2 separate regions of the Mus musculus genome follow, and region 2 is linked to region 1. Evidence: chromatin contacts called from public HiChIP or PLAC-seq data. All regions are on one chromosome and are shown on one strand. The core of a region is the stretch at or near the end of the contact, and the rest is flanking DNA. Distances in the headings are between cores, read along the strand shown.

The links. HiChIP or PLAC-seq counts read pairs in DNA pulled down with a chosen protein or histone mark.
Region 2: a contact with region 1 is called in an H3K4me3 HiChIP or PLAC-seq map of embryonic basal ganglia, with 4 times the contacts expected there. The contact joins the enhancer-like site here to the promoter of Aym1 in region 1. A contact is called at or near these places in 5 of 39 promoter capture datasets (cranial neural crest, hippocampal neurons, liver and 2 more), 1 of 15 datasets of contacts at CTCF or cohesin (large pre-B cells), 16 of 484 Hi-C or Micro-C datasets (B cells, the N1E-115 cell line, adipose-derived mesenchymal stem cells and 6 more), 4 of 115 datasets of contacts at active chromatin or transcription factors (differentiating embryonic stem cells, embryonic basal ganglia and embryonic stem cells) and 1 of 9 other capture datasets (embryonic stem cells).

The regions. Positions count from the first base shown.
Region 1 is chr5:113,353,823-113,360,270 of GRCm38.p6, reverse strand. It overlaps Aym1 (activator of yeast meiotic promoters 1), which reads right to left and starts at 2,977. Exons shown (of 1, transcript NM_001012726.2): 1 at 2,450-2,977. The coding sequence starts at 2,754. The coding sequence ends at 2,617. It also overlaps 1700016C19Rik.
Region 2 is chr5:113,935,405-113,941,852 of GRCm38.p6, reverse strand. It overlaps Ssh1 (slingshot protein phosphatase 1), which reads left to right. Exons shown (of 15, transcript NM_198109.5): 15 at 1-4,759. Among named protein-coding and RNA genes, the nearest start is that of Coro1c, 30 kb to the right of the region's middle. Within about 2 kb of position 4,117, at least 22 of the 459 cell types and tissues checked have an H3K27ac peak or open chromatin away from gene starts, as enhancers often do. A contact at or near this core is called in cerebellum, cortical neurons and embryonic basal ganglia, where this site is marked.

The DNA of each region.
Region 1 (6,448 bases), core at 1,728-4,227:
CCTTGCAGCTGGGGCTCAGGTAGCGTCACGGGGTGGAAGCAGGGGAGAGAACCACTGCGCTATACAAACTCACAGCAGCTGTGGTTGCCTCCAAACGCTAAAGGCAGGTGGCCATCATGGAGAGGCTCGAGAGTCCCCAGCCCAGGCTGAGAAGCAGTAGGGAGTGGTCTCTGGTCGGTCAACTGTGAGCCAGTGGATGATCTCACATGTCATACAAACGTATATCTGTATACGGGCAGCAGGGTTCTGTCGGCTGGGCATGGTGGGTGGTGTGCATCTTTAATTCCAGAACTCACAAAGCAGAGGCAGGTGGATCTCTGAGTTCAAAGCCAGCCTGGTCTGCATAGCATGTTCTAGGACAGCCAAGGCTACATCCATAGAGACCCTGTCTCAAAACAAATAAAATTTTTAAAAAAAGGAAAAAAAGAGGGACACGGAGTTTACAGGGGAATAGATCTGGGAAGAGTTAGTGGGAGGTGGGGAGGTGATTATGTTCACAAATGTATAATAAAATCATCAAAGGATTCATAAAATATATTAATATTGTACTATATTTTATAATAATAAGCGATCAGCTATACACTTAGCATCGTCTTAGCCTTTCAGCACTGTTAGAGCTTCATCCATGGCTGAAGCCGCTCTCTCCCCAGCAGACTCCTATAAGGAGCGGTGCACCTGCTTCTTGGGGCTTCAGTCCAAGGTGGATAAAAGCCTCCTCAAGACATAAAGTAAAAAGTCAGACAAACGGCGCCACATGCTGCATGCGGTTCAAGGAGCCATGATGCTGATGTTCTGTTACTGTTTCATGATACAAAGGATGGCCCTGAAATATAGCTATCAAAACTATAAGCTTGTTCCGCTTGTAGGCTGCTACACCATGAAAAACTATTCAAAAGGGAAAGGCCCGAGTTCAGGCTCTGCGAGGGCGCCTCTGTGATGTCCTCAGAACCGGCTCCTTACCCTGATCTTTTAGCCCATCCTGTCCCACTGTGACACAAGACTGCAGAGTTTATTGGGGGGGGGGCGACACACATTTATTCTTACCTCTAGAGTCTGGGAAAGTCTGAGATCAAGGGATGAGGGCAACCGTTCTGGCCGGTATTGTCATCCCAGGGCGCCTCCAGGCAAGAGAGAGCAGGCTCAGTCTGCCTTCACGTCAGCCCACCTCTCCAGGGAGGAAGCCACACCCTCAACATCCATTCACAACAGCTACACGGTCAGAGAGAACTGACCCGAACGTGACCCCCCATGGCTCAGCCTCACTGCAATTTCCCGTTCCAACCCAGGCTCCTTGAGGAACACCACTCAGCCCACAGCTGTCGCCAAGGTGCAGCCAGCCCTGCAAGGGGGCTCCAGGGAGCCTCCCTGTGCGACAGCTCCAGTTTCAGACCAGCGTGAGGAGTCAGCAGGTAAGTCTTACACCCCTTCCCAGAGTTCCCAAACAGGGTCCCCATCCACGTCCTGCAGTAACTCAAGAGACGCCCGTGAGATGCTACCCACAACTAAGGGCAGCACGAGTGTGTGCCATGCGAGGCTCTCTACAGAGTACAACTCATGTTTATTAGTTGAAAAATTATACAGTAAATTCTGATCGTGGTTTCTGCTCCAGGCATCTCCTCCCAGATCCTCCCGCCTCTTCCAACACCAGACTTCCTTTCTCTTTCTTTTCATAAAACAATGCGGCAAATTTAAAAAAGAAAAAAAAAATTCAAATGAAAAGGAAAAAAAATTAAGACAAAATCAGAAAACATAATATACAAACAAGACTAGTAACACACCGAGGGACACAGGGGAGGAAGGCAAAGGGGAAAAAGAGAGGGGGTGTGGGGAGGGAGGGGGAGAGAGAGCACAAAACACAAATCTCAAACAAAAATATGAGACCAAAAAAACCCTGCCAAGGATGCCATCGAGTTCTTTTCCTGGTGGCCACATGCTGCTGGACACTGGACCTACCCTTAAATGTAGTTTATATACCCAGTGAGACGAAACTGGAGAAACTCCTTTCAGGCCCTTAAAAGACTGGAAGGGTATTTTTTGTTTGTTTGTTTGTTTTTTGGTTAGGAATTGGGGGAGTTCAGTTCCCCCAGTAGATGCTATGAACATATCTGCTTTGACCCTGTGCAGGCCCTGTGCACCAGTTGTTATTTCTGAGCGTGGAAGGTGGCATTTGGGTATCGGCCTCCGCATCATCCTGTTCTTGAAGCAGAGTTCACAGAACCATGGCAGCACACACACAGAGTCTAACTCTTAAACCTGAGAGGCCAGAGAGACCCCAGGCCCGGGGGCTGATTGCAGGATTCTCTTGTCTGGAAATGGAAACTTGAAGTACAAGTAAGAGGATTTACTGGAAATGACATTTAGGCATTTAGTGGCACAAGCAGGGCAGGGCACAGCCAATACACAGATGAGTCTCATTGGCTGTGTGCCAACCTTTTTTTTTTTTTTTTTTAGTTCCCTGACAGCTACAGGCTGGGGGGAGAGCAGGGATTGGGAGGGGGCATGTTTTAGGATGATGTGTGCTCCATTAACTCTTCGTGCTCCAGGAGGATGTGAAGTGGAAATTTGAAGCCCACTTCTTTCCCACCAGGGGCATCGGCTGAGAGCAGAGAGCAGCATTTACTTATTCCCTGAACTACCTGAGCACAGCAACAAGCTCAGTGGAGAATGACCCCGTGCAGTGCGCGTGCTCCTCTCTCTAAGAGATAATGGAACTAGAGCATCCTCAGAAAGTTCTGTGAGAGCACGGGGCTTCATTGCTAGACAGGGAGGGGTGTGTAGACTCACAAGGTTAGCATTTCCTTCTCAGCCCACCCTGGTCCACAGTTCAGTTGCCCTGGCATTTCTGAGTGGTGTCCTCTGTCTTGGTCTCAGTGCTCTGCCCCCCACCCCTGCAGTGGCTTCTCCGGGTGAGGGCAGGAGGACACCCAGGCACTGTTCCCAAAGCTTCTGCAGGACGCAGGAGCTGCTCAGCCAGCAGCTGCCCCTCTGCCGGGCACACAGCTCCGGGGGGGGGGGGGTTGCAGGGGGAGGGGGCGGTGCTGGCAGCTCTGGAGCTGGAGCAGGGAAGAGGGGACCAGTCCTGCTCTAGCTCAGAGCCCTTAGGGAGATTCCCTCCCATCCCACCCCCCACCCCAAGGCCCAGAGGGAAGATCTGCAGCCTTTGAGCACTCCAGTCCCTTATCCCACCCCTACCCTCTTCAGCCTCTCACTCCAGCAACCTGTGTGTGTGAGCTCACATGTGTTTCCTCCGGCATCTGTTACATGGGCCTGGGCAGCATTTTCTGAGCCCACTTCCAGCTTCTTTACTCACAGATTCCAAATATTTGTGCCAACCGTGGGCCACGCATGGCCAAGCCCAATGGCACGCAGGTGAAAGAGAAGGTAGAAGTTGCTTCTAAATTTACACCAAACTTCCAAACTACCTGCTTGTGTCCCGGGCACCCTTTGTCCTTATGGCCTGCCCAGGCTCTAGGGTATAAAAGACCTGTAAAAAGCGATAGCTGCCCCCAGCATCCTTACAGACCCCGCCCCCTGGCTTCCCTTAGCCGGCTGCAATCCCAGAGCTGCCCCTGCTCCAGCTTGCAGGACATCTCAAGGACCCAGTGACATTGCATGGGTGGTTGGTTAGTGTGTTTTCTAGATACCATTCCACGACCCAGCACCCTGGGTTCCTCTCTGCATCCCTGCTGAATTCTGCAGGCCTCCCCACTGGTGAGCCCGCCTCACAGCCCAGTTTGCTGTTTACTGACCTTATTATCTCTGGTAGAGGTGAGAGAGTTTGTAGGCTTGCGCCGCACACACCCGGACGTGTCCAAGACCCTTGCATAAAAAAGACTGCATTCAGAGCCCTGGGAGAATTCAGAAGGGTCCAGAGGGATGGCTGAGCATGCAGACACCGCTGCTAATGGAGAAGGAGCAGGAGTTCCAGTTCAACAGGGACACGGGACACGACTCGGCAGTCATGTGCTCACATCTATCACGTCTGCTAATGAGCTTTCCTGCCCAGGGCTGGGGCTCCATAATAGAGCTCTGAAGACAGCTCCAACCAGAGTTCCAGACCTCGGCTGTGAGCCCTGGCCCCCACTGTACCACCATCCAGAGTAAAAAACTCGACCCAAGGTTTCCCGCCACATCAGAGAAGGGAGGTGCCTCGACTCTCTTCCCCAGTGCCCTTTAGGAAGAGAGGCAGGACACCCTGTTGTTGGTTTCTCTGGTGTCGGACACCAGCAGACACCGTCGTATGCATCACACATGGGGGAAAAGTCTGGGGAGGAGAATGGGAGATTCCTATGCGCACACATGGATGAAGAGATTCTGTCCCACTGTACCTCCTGAGACTGGGTCTGAGAGTCACCACCCTAGACCCAGACATGCCAGGACCCACTGCCCCATGCTCTCCCCTCTCCCTGCCCAGGCTCTTGGGCTCCCTCTCCAATGCCATCATAAGCATAGCAGAGGAGCTTGGAGGGAGAGGGACGCCCCATTCTGGGGCCTTGTAAAGCTGCTGCATCCCATGTCTGGAAGCAAGCATGGCTGCCCTGCCCTCTCGTTCCCCCACACCCCCTTCCAGCCCATCTGCATACTCATGCTCCCACCCTAACTCTCTCAGCTCAAACTGCACCTAGTAAGGCCTGCATCATAGGACCCACACCAGCCTCACCTCCCTAGTGCGAGCGGTTCCTCCCCCCTCGAGTAAAAGAACTCGCCTCTCTCTGCTGGGAAAGACAAAGACACTTGGCATCTCAGGGGACCTCAGCCACAGTGCTTGTCCCAGTCTCCCTCCCATGTGGCAGTGGCACCTGACCCCCTTCTGTGGACTGCATCCCCCCCCCCCCCCCCCGCCCAGAGTTCTCAAACTTACACCATAGTGAGTTGCCACACCCTGCTGCCATCCCTGCCCTCAGGCGCAGGCTCACACCACAAAACAATACAATAAAACTCACAAAACAACACAAAAGTGGTACCAGTCACATGTGCAGCCCTTTTCCTTCATGTAACATAGAAGCTTAGACGGTCCCCACGGCCCTTCCGGGTTCTTAGAGCCTGTGGCTCACTCAGCAGTAAGGGTTCGTCAGAGCCTTCAAAGCTCAGTTTAAAAGTCAGCTCCTCCAAGGGGTCCCTGTGAGTCTTTCTGTCATTCTGAGCCTGTCCTGCTTTTCTAAACAGTGTGCTCGTGCACAGTTTGTCCTGACATATTGTGTCTCCCCCTACCATTTTAAAAATCTCTCTAAATGGGAGTGACCTAAACGTACTACTAGTCAGAGGTCAGAGACTAGCACCATGGATTAAACAGCAGTGAGACCTAACCACATGTTGTGTACAAAAAGGCAGACTTTCAATACTGAAACACAAGCTAAAGGTAAAGTGGTGGAGAAAGGCGCCGGTTTTGCTCACACAAATCAAAAAGTAAGCCAAGCAGCTGCAGATCCATCAAGCAAAGCAGCCATCACGGTGAGGAAAAGGATTTGTGGACAAACAGGTTCCACCTTTGGCTCGGTGGGCCAGTCCTCAAAGCCATAGCGTCCCCGGCATCCACGCAGCTGGGCTCCCTGACGAGAGGGTCTCATATCGGAGGAGGCGAAACCAGGTAGATTTGCAGAAGCGGGCAAATTCTCTACTGCAGTTGGAGACTCAGCCCTCCCTTCTTACTGATAAATGCAGAAGACAGAAAGGCAGGAGAACCTCAGAGACAGGCAGAGCCTCCCCAGTCGCCACCCGCCAGCGTCAGCATCCCACACAGCCCTGCAGTGAGCAACAGGAGAATCTACATCAAGAGCATATGAAACATTACCGGGAAAAGGCACCGCGCATGCGCGCAGCTGGAAAGGCGCGACTCAAATCACCAGGGTCAGCCTCTGCCACGGGAAATGAGTTCAAGAGACGGATTGGGAAGCTGCTGTGCCTTCCTGACTCGGCCTTGACAGTCCCACTGCCCCCTTGGTCACATTCTATTGACCTCTCGGGCAGCCAGGATTCCTGGAGGAAGATGGCAGCTGGGTGGGGGCTATTTGGAGGTGAGAGCACCTGGAAATTCCTCGGGAATCATCATCTTCCGTTTCTCTGGACAGTGGCTGAGCGCCAGGCCCTATGCTGGCGTTGGCTCTAGCCACCGACAAGCTCACTGAGTCACTGGAGCCGGTCCCCACTGGCTTCCCTCTTTCTCTCCAAAATGTTTCCCACCCAAGCCTTGAGTTCTCTCTCTAGCACAGTGCGCCTGCGACCCTTTCTGTGCTGGGGCCAGTGTCCCCTGTGTGTGCTATCCTCTAGACACACGTGTGGCTAAGGTCACTTGAAATGAGGCTCAGGTGCCTAAGGAACTGTAGTTTATGTAAAGTTTGGACGCACGGGTCTGGAGGGACATGCTGACCCCGCCCCGTGGAGTTTCGAACCCCGCCCCCACGCTCCAGGGCCCCCATGCTCAACTCCCCGGTTTCCTGATAATGACCTA
Region 2 (6,448 bases), core at 2,868-5,367, 580 kb before region 1:
GTGTGCGGACATACAAAATACAGTTTGCAACATGTCAAGGAACCACATTGGCGAGGTCACTGCAGCCCACGATCCCGGCTCATTCCCGTCCTCGAGGGAGAATCCTCAGAGGGCAACACAAGGCCTACCTCTCTGCTCACTGTGCATTTTTGTTTATAAAACGGTAATGACCAAGGCTCGTTCTGAGAACAATGCTATGTCCAGAAGGGATTTTCCAAGAGAATTGTGGGGGGTTTTGGGTTTGGAGTTTTTTTTGTTGTTTTTTTTTTTTGTTTTGTTTTGTTTTTTTGAGGGTGGGGACCCGCAGAAATGTCAAGACTTTGAACCTGATTGTCCCAAGAACAGCTAGGTGATATCATCAGAGGAAAGCACTTAGGGAGAGTGGCCCCGTCTAATCCTCCATCCTGGTGGGGTTGGGTCCTCAGCTGTTGGCTTCCCTTCAAGCTTATGTCACCCAGTCACTGAGAAGGCACTGCGAGCCTCATCTGCTGCTAACGGAGGTTGTGGGCCTGGGGTGTGGATCATCCTGCTGTGACCACACGGTAACCCTCCAGGATGGCTCAGTAGGAACCATCTCCACACTTGCTGAGAGGAAAGGCAGCGTCAGCAACGGATACTTTCTTACAAGTCCCTCCCCAGAGCCAGTCTGAGAGGAGAGAGTCTATTGAAAAGCTGCTCTGATGTTTACCAGAGTCCCTTCCCGTGGAGAGAATAGAATATTGCTTCCTTGTCTCCTCCGGCTCCCCCTTGCTGTAATGATGGGACAAAGGAGGCTTGGCCACAGCACAGGTGTGAGCACAGATTAGCTCAATGAAGCAGGAGGCCTGGGCTCTGGGTTCATATCATGGGCCTCGACTGGTGCCCATCATGAAAAGGGTGCTTAAGGATTTTTTAAATTTTTTTTTTCCTTAAGGATTTTGAAGAGAGACAAGCAGAGAGGCAGACCAGCAGAAAGCCTTGACTTGGTATTTAGCCAACGATGGTGCACAGCCCTGTGAGGTCACATATCCATTTGGGCTCTGTTAATGTGTTTAGGTTTTGGTTTTTTGAGACAGGGTCTCACCATGTACCTCCGCTGTCTTGGAACTTTCTCTGCAGACCAGGTAGGCCTCGGACTCAGCAGCGATGCATCTGCCTCTGTCTCTCAAGGGTTTGGTTTGGGTATTTTGGTTTTTGAAGTAGACTCTCACCCTGTAGTTCAAGCTGGCTTCAAACTCACAGCAGTCCTCCTGCCTCAGCCTTCCAAATGCTGAGATTACAGGTATAATCCCATCATGCCTCAGACTTGGTTGTTTACATTTTGAAGGGTAAATGGCGCAGGCTTGTGATCTACACTCAGGAGGGTGAGGCAGGTCCACCATGAGTTAAAGGCCAGTCTGGGCCACAAAGTGAGATTCTACCTCAGAAGTAGTAACCTTGCCAGAGATGGTGTTACCTGCTTCAGATGTCTGCTGCGAGCCCTCTCAGAAAGCTTGCTGATGCCCCAAGGCTGCTTGTAACACTGCAGGAAGACGGGGTTTCTATTTGAAGGCTGCCTTTGCTCCTTGGATATCACAGACCAACTCCTTCCCTCCCACACTCCAAACTTGCCAGCCTACCCCTTTACCTCTTGAGCAGATGGAGTCCTTGTGGAGATGACCACAGCTCCTTCCTGCAGTTGGCTGGCTCAGCCAGACAGCTCAGTGAGACCACAAAGTCTTCAAGGATATGTTCCGGAAGTATGCGTATGGGGGTCCTCCCACACTGGTTAGAACCAACGGAGTCCGGATGGTTTGGAGGTTGCAGCCAGGTCCCTTGGCACAGCCTGGGATTCGGGCAAGAAGGAAGAAGAGAGACCGCCATCCTGGTGAACGCTCTGGGTGTCTCCAGGATCTGGGCCAGTTCTCTCTTCATTCGTCTGGGGTCTTTGTGACCTCTGTCTCAGAACATTTCTCCCTGGCATGATTTTTTTTTTTTAAATACATGTATGTTATTTTATAGGGATTTATTTTCCCACTACTGTCAATACCAGTCACCTTAAAAAGCGATCATCCACTTATTCCTGAAACCCTGTGGGTTTCTTCCACTCTTCCCTCAGCCAACAAAAGCAAAAAAAAAAAAAAAAAAAAAAAAAAAAGGCCAAGTTTAATGACATCGCCAAGTTCAATTTCACATGGTGGGTCAATTTCTGTGTCAAAATAATTCCTTAGATTTGGTAATGATAGGCTTCCACTGTGTTTCTTAATCCCATCTGCAAGAGCGATAGGATTTTTGAAAACTTTCATTTTGAAAGAGTCAGGACAGGAGGATGAACTCAGGCAGGCCTCTCGCTCCCAGCAGACTACCTTACACCTGTTTGAGAAGCACTGGCCAATCAGCCAACGGTGCGAACAGCAGGGGGGCGGATCCCCATCTTCAGACCGGAATCCCTGGCGGGATCCTGTTCATTCCTTGGCTCTCTCTGTAAACACAGTGAATTGGCATTTAATGGAAAGGCTACTTTGGAACTCTCCCTGCTAAGCTAAGACGGTGGCAACTCCCATATTGTCTCAGGAAAAGTTTTGTTCCAGCTAGGCTTGGTGGCACACTCTCGTGATGCCACGCAGTGGATCACTGAGTCCAGAGCTTTGTAGACGCTGACCACCACCCCTCCCCCGCCCCGCCAAAAATAAAAAAGTTAGCTTTGGGAGCTGCTCCACACCTGGCTATTTTAGCTTTGTGTGTAATCATAGCAAGCAGAGGTAGAGGGATTTATGCAGCGTTGATGACTGCCATTTTCACTGAATGCCCTTGTTGAACTAAGAGCTTTCTGCTCAGCTGGATGGCCCGGGAACTTTACATAGCCCCCCCCCCCCCCAAAGTCTGAACCATGTGGGGGCCTTGCTCTACACCAACACAGAAGGCTTCCTGAAGTGTAAGGGAGAAGATACTGGGCAGAGGTGGGAGCCTGATCGAATGAACAAAGAGCCAGGTGTCTTTCTCAGATCCTCACCCCCATGTTTTCAGTGCAGAAGCCCTACCAACCACACACAGCTCATCCATGCGGCTCAGCCATGCTGGTCTCTCCGAGGTACCCAGATAGCTGCACCCCTCTGCTCCCCTTGCTCAGCAGCTTGCTCTAGCTGAAGATCAGGCCCAGCATCCTCTGCCCTTGAAGAGCCCAGAGGGTTCTACAGGATGGAATTAAGTTCTGAAAGATTAGGTGTTGACAGCCAGCCTGTATTTTTGTGCACCCATCTCAGGGACCACCCCGGAAAGCTTGTGAATCTCCCACTCTTCAGGAGCCATTTCTCCTTAGCAAGAACAAGATCACAAGAGACATCACACATCACCCCTTTAGGGAGTTACTTTCTACCTGCTGGCAAGGTTGGTATGAGAGTTGATTTCTAACCCCAATGGGCTGGCTGATACTTAGCAGGGCTCTTGAGGCACGTTCAACCCCTTCAGGGTAACCAGAGTACCTAGGACCACTTGCCTGACCCTAGCTGTGCAGTCCAGAAGAGCCAGGGAGGCTCCCAGTCCTCCCCGTGTTGGCTGCAATGTCACTGCTGGTGAGGGAGACTCTTGGTCCCACCTTCCCATCCTAACGGCTGGGTTCCTGCTGATCATAAGACCAGATGAAGGTCATTGGTGTTCCCCTATCCAAAGCCCTTTGTTTTTCTTACTGTGGAGGTGTGAGAGTCCAGTGTGTATGGAGATATATGTACATAAGTGTATGAACATAGACCTTGTGTGTGCATTATAGATCTATATACATGTAAGTGTATCCTACTCCATCAGACCTGGTGTGTGCTGTTCCTTAGCACACACTGTGGTCTCCAGCTTTGCAAGGAAATCACCCTGGACCCATCTGCAGGAGCCACCAGGGGCCATCTGGAGAAGGGCGATCCTTTGGCAGTAGACACCACAGCTCCTCTTTCAGTCCCTATCTTAGACACAGCCTCTGTTGCCCTGGCCGTTGGCCTTGCTGCATGAGAAGACAGCTGCTTCCTCCTCTACCCTGTAATTATTCTTTTTACAATTGAGTGCCTTAATAATGGTTTACAAATACTGTGTATTTATGCGCAACCGTTCAGCTCTCGTCTTTCGAGGCTGGGTACTTTTGTCTGGTCCTGGTGGTTAAGATTAGCACGTGAGTTCCTCCCTACCCCCATCCACTTGTGTTAATCTGCTCTGCAGTTGACACTGTGGGTCCTGACTACTCCACAGAGCCTGCTAGAAACTCGGCTGCTTGGTCCCCGCAGGCCATGCCTGCATGCATCAGCACACACCGCAGCCCGAGGTAGCCGGTGAGGGACATGATTTGGTTTGCCAGGTAGCACAGGGGTGGTGCAGGACCAGTACTCCCTGAACCACAGTCCAAGACCTCCCCTTAGCCCCTCAAGGTCACCCTCTAGTTTATAGAGGCTTGCCACCCCCTAACACCCTTCACACTCCCTCCTCCTCTTCTGCCTGTGTCCTGAGCTCCTTGCTGCAAATCATGGGGTACAGCTCACCCCAGAGGAGCCTCACCAGACTGCATCCTTCACCTTTCAAAGGCCACTGGCACCGGGTTCCCTCGTTGAGTCACAACTTTGATTTTTTTTTAATTGTTTTTCTCCTTGTTTTCTTTTTTAATATATATATATTATATATTTAAAAGGCAGTATCTTTTTGTACTGTGAATTTTCAGTAGAAGAGGCATAGTGCACTTTTTTTTTTACTTCTGTTGGTGTGTACTGTATATATATATAGTCTGCGCGCTTCTCGTGATGAGAATAAACACTTCGTTTATAAATGTCCTGTGTATGCTATGCTTTGCCTGTGGCACTTGCCAAGATGTCCATGTGTTCTTCTCCTGTCATTGCCGTGGGTGCCTTTATTCTTTAGATTTGTTGAACCTACTGTGTTCAAGACTCTTCACAACAAGTTGCAGGAGCTAGACCCAGAGGAGCAGCGCGGGCATCACCCCAGAGCTCTCCTTCCCAGTGCTGGGATTGGATAGGTAGAAAACACCCTGGGCCTGGTGGTGCCCGCCTTTAATCCTAGCACTTCAGAGGCAGGGGCAGGGGGCTGGAGAGATGACTCAGCAGTTAAGAGCACTGACTGTTTTTCTGACGGTCCTGAGTTCAAATCCCAGCAACCACATGGTGGCTCACAACCATCTGTAACAAGATCTGACGCCCTCTTCTGGAGTGTCTGAAGACAGCTACAGTGTACTTACATATAATAAATAAATAAATCTTAAAAAAAAAGATTTGTTTGTTTATTTATTGTGAGCCACCATGTGGTTGCTGGGATTTGAACTTCAGACCTTCGGAAGAGCAGTCAGGTGCTCTTACCCACTGAGCCATCTCACCAGCCCCAAACAAATCTTTAAAAAAGAAAAAGAAGAGAGAGAGAGGGGGGGGCAGGGGCAGACAGATATCTCAGCCCAAGGCCAGCCTGGTTCTACACAGTGACTTCCAGACCAGCCAAAGCTACAGAGTGACATCCTGTATCAAAAAAAAAAAAAAAAAAAAAAAAAAAAAAAAAAAAACCCTTCCCCCCACACTCCCCAAAAATCCCTAAAATAATGAGCTAAGTACCCAAGATGGTTTATACTTTTAGTATAAGTGCAGAGGTTTCTGCACTGGGCTATGTGCGTGGCAAGGCAATCTGTTGCAGAGGAAAACCACTGGAAATGGGGGGAGCTGCTGGGAGGAACCAGAGTGGTCCCCAGTATCCACCCAAAGGAAACAACCCCCGTGATCCTGCGCTTGCTAGACCTCACCTCAGTTAACATCAGCTGTGACACTCCTCACCGAGTGGTCTTTGAGTCACCATTTAGGATCCCAGACGCAACACCTGGTCACGGAGAGACTCAGGCTGTCACGGTGTAAAATTGTTGCCTGGCCCTAACTGTGCAGTCCAGAAGAGCCAGGGAGACTCCCACTCTTCCCCATGTTGGCTGCAATGCATCACTGCTGGTGAAGGAGGCCTCGGTCCCAACCTCCCAACCCAAAGGCTAGGTATGCCAGACACTCTGGACTTCCTGTGTGCATCAGGAGGACTCAAAGTCCGGTACCCACAGTTGCTAAAATCTTCATCAGGTCCCCTCAATTTGTCACTCAACTGGACTCACAAGAGACCGATCAGTATAAATGCATTACCTCACCACAGTGAAGCTGCCCCGTGAGCAGCCCTGATCAACTTGCCTGTAAGCCAAAACTAACCGGGAATAATTTAATGTGAAATCTTAAGCAAAAGGTTAACCTGGCGCAGTGATGCTTGCCCACTACCCCGGGACCAGGAGTTGGTCGCTATCCTTGGCTCCTTAGCAAGTTTGAAGCCAGCCTAGGATACACTGAGTCCTTGTTTCAAAAAGAAAAACTTGGCTGAAGCCAGAGCTGGGCATGGGGGCTCACATTTGCAACGCCAGCACTTGGGAGGCTGAGGCAGGAGGAATGTCTTGAGACTCAGGCCAGCCTAGGTGTCTTAGGGTTTGTAC